Linked DNA regions of Sus scrofa: region 1 is linked to region 2. A link is a contact called in public HiChIP or PLAC-seq data. All regions are on one chromosome and are shown on one strand. Each heading gives the region's core, a stretch centred on a gene start, on an enhancer-like site or on the middle of the called end of the contact. The rest is flanking DNA. Distances are from core to core; before and after follow the strand shown.

The links. HiChIP or PLAC-seq counts read pairs in DNA pulled down with a chosen protein or histone mark.
Region 1: a contact with region 2 is called in an H3K27ac HiChIP or PLAC-seq map of skeletal muscle. The contact joins the enhancer-like site here to the promoter of FOXO3 in region 2. A contact is called at or near these places in 1 of 5 promoter capture datasets (fetal liver), 11 of 47 Hi-C or Micro-C datasets (alveolar macrophages, blood, fetal heart ventricle and 5 more) and 2 of 2 datasets of contacts at active chromatin or transcription factors (alveolar macrophages and skeletal muscle).

What each region holds. Positions count from the first base shown.
Region 1 is chr1:74,674,821-74,677,520 of Sscrofa11.1, reverse strand. The region is part of intron 1 of FOXO3 (forkhead box O3); the gene reads right to left. Among named protein-coding and RNA genes, the nearest start is that of FOXO3, 46 kb to the right of the region's middle. Within about 2 kb of position 1,415, at least 3 of the 83 cell types and tissues checked have an H3K27ac peak or open chromatin away from gene starts, as enhancers often do. A contact at or near this core is called in alveolar macrophages and skeletal muscle, where this site is marked.
Region 2 is chr1:74,628,269-74,630,968 of Sscrofa11.1, reverse strand. It overlaps FOXO3 (forkhead box O3), which reads right to left and starts at 1,274. Exons shown (of 2, transcript NM_001135959.1): 1 at 657-1,274. The coding sequence starts at 1,274.

The DNA.
Region 1 (2,700 bases), core at 166-2,665, 46 kb before region 2:
AGGGGTCGAATCAGAGCTGTAGCCACCGGCCTATACCACAGCCACAGCAATGCCAGATCCAAGCCACGTGTGCCAACTACACCATAGCTCATGGCAACACCGGATCCTTAACCCACTGAGCAAGGCCAGGGATCGAACCTGCAACCTCATGGTTCCTAGTCAGACTTGTTAACCACTGAGCCACAACGGGAACTCCCCATATATATTTTTTTTAATCCGAGGTACATGTCTCCTGAGTTTAACGGAAGGACTATAGCCTAGGCAACAAGCAACCTGGGGTCAACAGTCAAGTCCTTTAGACATGCTACCAGCCTGTAGGCATGTGTGCTGTCAGCCCTAAACCACAACTGAAGAACCTGTGATGATGTGTGCCACTCAAGAGATCCAACCTAAGAGGTTACTTGGTTGACCCATGTGGCTGACCCAGAAACACAAATACCTTCACCCTAGAAGTGATCCATATCATTACTTCAAGAGAAGTACACTAAGAAACAAATCCACTTGACCTCTCTGGTACCTCTGCCTACCTTCTCAACAGAGCACCTTCGATCTCGATACTCTATGTTCACCACCATCTTAAAGGAAGTAGAGAGGACGGAGAGTGTTTTGGCTGATGTGAAAACCAAAGAGATCAAGACCCAGTGCTCTACTTTGACCAAGGTCACTCAGCTACACCTGGCCTAGAACCCAGGCCGCTCTCCATGAATGGTAGACACCACCCAGTGAGCACAACCATTCCTACCCAGAGCCTCTCCCAGGAACAACTCTGGGACCTGTCTTGCCTCACTGAAACAAAACCTTCTGGAAGTGACGTGATGATTCAATTTATTTGGGAGGAAAGGCTAAAAATAGTAAGGCTTAGAGATAATCCATTTACTCAGCTTACCGGTAATAAACCATCGCTTTAGTGAATGTGAATTACAGTAGGCCAATCTTAAAGACATTTGAGAACTAACCTCCAATAACCTCTTCTGCATCACAGCCTCTGTGAACTGCCCCTTTGGATTAAGGCAAAAATTTTGAGGCTGGGTGAACACACACATACAGCTGGAGGAAGCACCCAGCCTACCTTGATGTTAACAGAAAGAAGCCCTCTACACCTCTGAACACTGGCCGCTGAAGCAACTATCCTGAGGTGGAGACAAATCTGCCAGGGAACTCAGGGCCAGTTTTCTGACCTGGCAGGGTAGGGGTAAAGGCAAAGAAAAGCTTAACTTTTTTTTTTTCTCTCTGAGAATAGCATGTTTCTCTTCAGGCTCTGAAGAAGTGACAATGAGAAATGCTAAACCCTATAAAAGGATTAAGGCCAAAAGAAGAGCTTTTAAATTGTTTTCTGCTTATAAACACACACTGGGTTTTTAAATAAACCCAAAGACAGCTAAAAGGAATCCTAAATGGTACACTCTGTTCAGAATCCCTAGAGTTGGCTAGCAGGTAGGATATTTGGTTTCCGGATTTCTGTCAGGGTATTTTTGTTTCTGGATTTTGTTTTTGATAGAGAAACTGCAGATGCATCAGAAAATGGTCTGTTCTTTCTTTCGTTCTTTCTTTCTCTCTCTCCCACCCTCCCTCTTTTTTTCTAACACGAGTTCTAAAAAGTTCAGTACCCTTCTACTTCGTTTGGACTGGATCTCTAATCTAGTCCATGTTCCATGTCCCTCTGGGGGAAAATAGATAATTCCCAGGTAGAATAAGCCTTTCTGGTAGAACTACCGGTAATAACAGCAAATACATGTGTGACAGGCAACTGTCAATAATCTTGAAGTGAAGCAGGGGTGTGTCAATTTATCCACACATCCAGCTTTCCAAGGGGCTGAACTGGAGATTCCACTCAACTCAAGCGTTCTCAAGATGATTCTGAGAATAAAACAGACACTCATACTTAACATAGAGAAAGCTGAGATGATCTTGAGACCAAGAGGAAGTATGCATATGAATGTCTTACGTTATTCCTGATGAATAAAATGAGGGACAAGACTAGAATTTCTACATGTTCTTCAACTCTGACATTCTATGTCCTCCAAAAATGTCAGCAGAGAAACTAGTACTGAAGGTCATACCTGCCATCAACTCTCAATATGCAACTGTGCTGAACCAAGACACTGGTAATGATCAAGATTAGTTCCTCCACGAAACCCACTGTTAAAGAATACACATTTCAGGGCTTTCTAATATTAGGCATCAAAAGACATTTACTGAGTGAATGAATAAGTTTCTTCATTAATATCTGAAGTAAAACATGCAAAGAATTTAATCTGTAAGCCCTTAAAGGATGCTTATATCTCACTACATGTCAGAAAAGCAAGTAAGAATATGGGGCCTCCCTTGGGCTTTGGAGACTGAGCTGAATTCCTCCACGGTCACTTGGGCATCTGCATAGAGCATGACACACAGGGCCAGAAACAAATGCATCTTACAGCCCAATTTTCAAGACACGTAATCTCACCAGGACCAGAAAACACGGTATTAGCAAGTAAGTTTCTGAAGAAAGGAGTATAGGAAATAATCTTCTTCAACAGTACTCCAATTTGTGATTTAATTTTTTTTTTTTTTTTTTTTTTTGGCTTTTCTACGGCCGCATCCACAGCATATGGAGGTTCCCAGGCTAGGGGTCCTATTGGAGCTACAGCTGCTGGCCTATGCCAGAGCCACAGCAACTCGGGATCCAAGCCATGTCTGCAACCTACACCACAGCTCATG
Region 2 (2,700 bases), core at 25-2,524:
CTGGCCGGGTCGGGGCCCAGATCATCTCAGAGGCTACTCAGAGGAAGGTTTAAGGTTGAGACACCTCTTAGGAATAAAGGTGTTAACACACGCAAGGAAAGAGAGCCGGCCAGGAAAAGGTTTACAACCACTGCTTTTTGTAATGGGATCGATGTGCCTGTGGGAGTTAACACCTACAAGCCTGAAACTTGGACACAGGGGTTCTCATCTGGCTAGTCTCAACACACCACGCTTAGGCGACCGACTGGAAACCACAAATCCAACCCCTCCTCTGGGCACTGATTCCCAAACAAGTCCCCTCACTCCACCCGCAGCGGCCTCGCCGCACCCCCACTACGGGGAAACCTGCTCCAAAGCTGGCCGCGGACGTACCTCCTCCGCTACAACCCAGGAATCGGGCAAATGCACTCCTGCCCATCTGGCCAAGCCTGAGGCTTCCCCAGGAGCCTCCTCTCCCGCTCCCGCCGCGTCCGCAGCGGTCCCCGGGCTCCCCTCCTCCGGAGGTCACACAGAACCCCCAAAGCCTTACAGCTGAGGCTCTCCCTGCCAACCCCTCTCCCGGGCGCCCGCAGGCGCGCTCGGACGAATCGAAGGCGCGTCTCGCACTGCGCAGGAGACCGGGCGGGTCTGTCCGCCCGTCCGAGGTGGGTACGCACCTTCCAGCCGGCAGAACTGTTGCTGTCGCCCTTATCCTTGAAGTAGGGCACGCAGCGCACCATCCACTCATAGATCTGGGACAGAGTGAGCCGTTTGTCCGGGGAACTCTCGATGGCGCGAGTGATCAGATCGGCGTAGGACAGGTTCCCCCAGGCGTTCCGCCGGGAGGAGCATTTCCTCGGCTGCCCGGAGCCCCCAGCCGCCCCCGGCTGCGGCGGTGGCAGTGGCTGCTGAGGCTGCAGCGGCGTCTGCGTCCCTCCGCTCAGCGCGCCCGCCGCGGAGGCTGGGCCGGACCCGGGTTCCTGCCCTCCGGGAGCCAGCAGCCTGGCCGAGTCCTCCAGGAGCAGCCCAGAGCCCAGCGGGCCGCCCCCGCCGCCGCCGATCGCCATGGCCGAGCCGGCCCTACCGCCGCCGTCCTCGTCGTCTTCATCGTCCTCCTCCTCGGGGATCATGGAGTCAGCGGCCGCCTCCCCCGAGGGCTTGGCCGGGCTCCCCTGGAGCTCCGGCCTCTGCAGGGGCCACGTACAGGAGCGCGGACGGCTCTGGGGCTCGAACTCCGGGTCCAGCTCCACTTCGAGCGGAGAGAGCGGGACCGGGGAGGCCGGCGCCTCTGCCATCTTCGCCGCCTGCCCGCCCGCGGCTCCGGCTCTCACACTCTCCTCTTGCGCCGGGGCGGGGTGCGGCGGGGGAGGGACGGGGGCGCCGCGAAGGCTCGGGCTCCCGGGCGCCGCCGCCGCTGCTACTGCCGCCGCCTGGGAAAGCACGAGAGGAGAGAGAAGGAGAGTTGATTATCCCGGGCTGGAGCTCAGTCCCCGGCGAGTCCTCGCCCGCCGCCGCCGCCGCCGTTTCCCGACCACACCGCGCCCGCCTCCCAGGAGCAGGCAGACCTGGAGACGTGCGTCCCGCGAACCTGGCGCTGCAGACGCCACCCCCTGGTCAGGCCGCGGGGGAGACAGGAGCGAATCGACAGGCTCGCACGGGGCAACCCCCTCCCCCCGCCGCCACCGCCAGCGGAGCTGCAGGTCTCCACTGGGCTAGGTGGCGGGGCGGGGAAGAAGGGGGAGGGGCGGGGCGGGGGAGGGGCGCGAGCCGCGCCTTTAAAGCGGGCAGCAGCCCGAGCTGGCGCAGCCCAGACGCGGTCGGAGCCTGAGCCCGGGTGTGCGTGCGTTTGTTTATGTTTCGCTCCGGCCCGCACAAGTGCTTCCCGCGGCGCCACCGCCGCCAAAGTCTGTGGCGTCTTCGGCTCTTCTCCCCGGCCTGGTCCCGGCCCCGCCGCCTCCGCGCTCTCCTGCCATCCCCTCCCAGCGGAGGACCCGAGCCCGAGGACTGCGCGGGCAGTCCCCTTCTCCTCTCTTCGCCCGCGGGCCGAGAGGGCGAATGTGGGTCCGAGCGCAAACGGGCCCTTGTCACTTCCAGGAACAGGGAAAGACGGGAAGAAGGGAGACAAGCAGCTCAGCGGGTGTTTGCCAAGGGTCGAGCTGAGCAGCAACGGCCACTTTGGGGGTGGTGTGGTTTATTTTCTCGCGGGCGTTGTGCCCTCCACCCCTTTCCCTATAAGAACGGGGGGGAGGGGAGTAGTCGAAACGTAAATCTTCCAACAGGTCAGGAAGCACAAGTCTCCCAGGCCAACAGAAAACCCGGACCAGCACGTTCATCACCTCCTTGCTCCCACTGCTGCCATCTTGACAGTTTCCCCCCTTCACTCAAGTCCTTTAAAAACACTAGCGGGAGAGAAGAAGGGCGCGCACACCGAGTCACGGGGAGGGAAAAGGGAAGCGCCTGGCCCAGCTCGGAAGCAGATCCGGAGTCACCGGGAAGGCGGCCGCCCCGCTGCACAGCTCCGGCGCCTACCTCGGTTCCTTCCCTTCAGTGACGAGGGGGGAGGACGCACAATCCCGCGCGGGCCCGGGGCGCGGCGAGGAGGGGGCGCACAACCTCAGCCAAGGAGAGGCGCTCCGGCCGCCGCTGCTGCAGCCCGCCTGAGGAACCGCCTGTCAGCCAGCGCGCCGCCGCCTTCCACATTCCTCCTCCTCCCTTCCACGA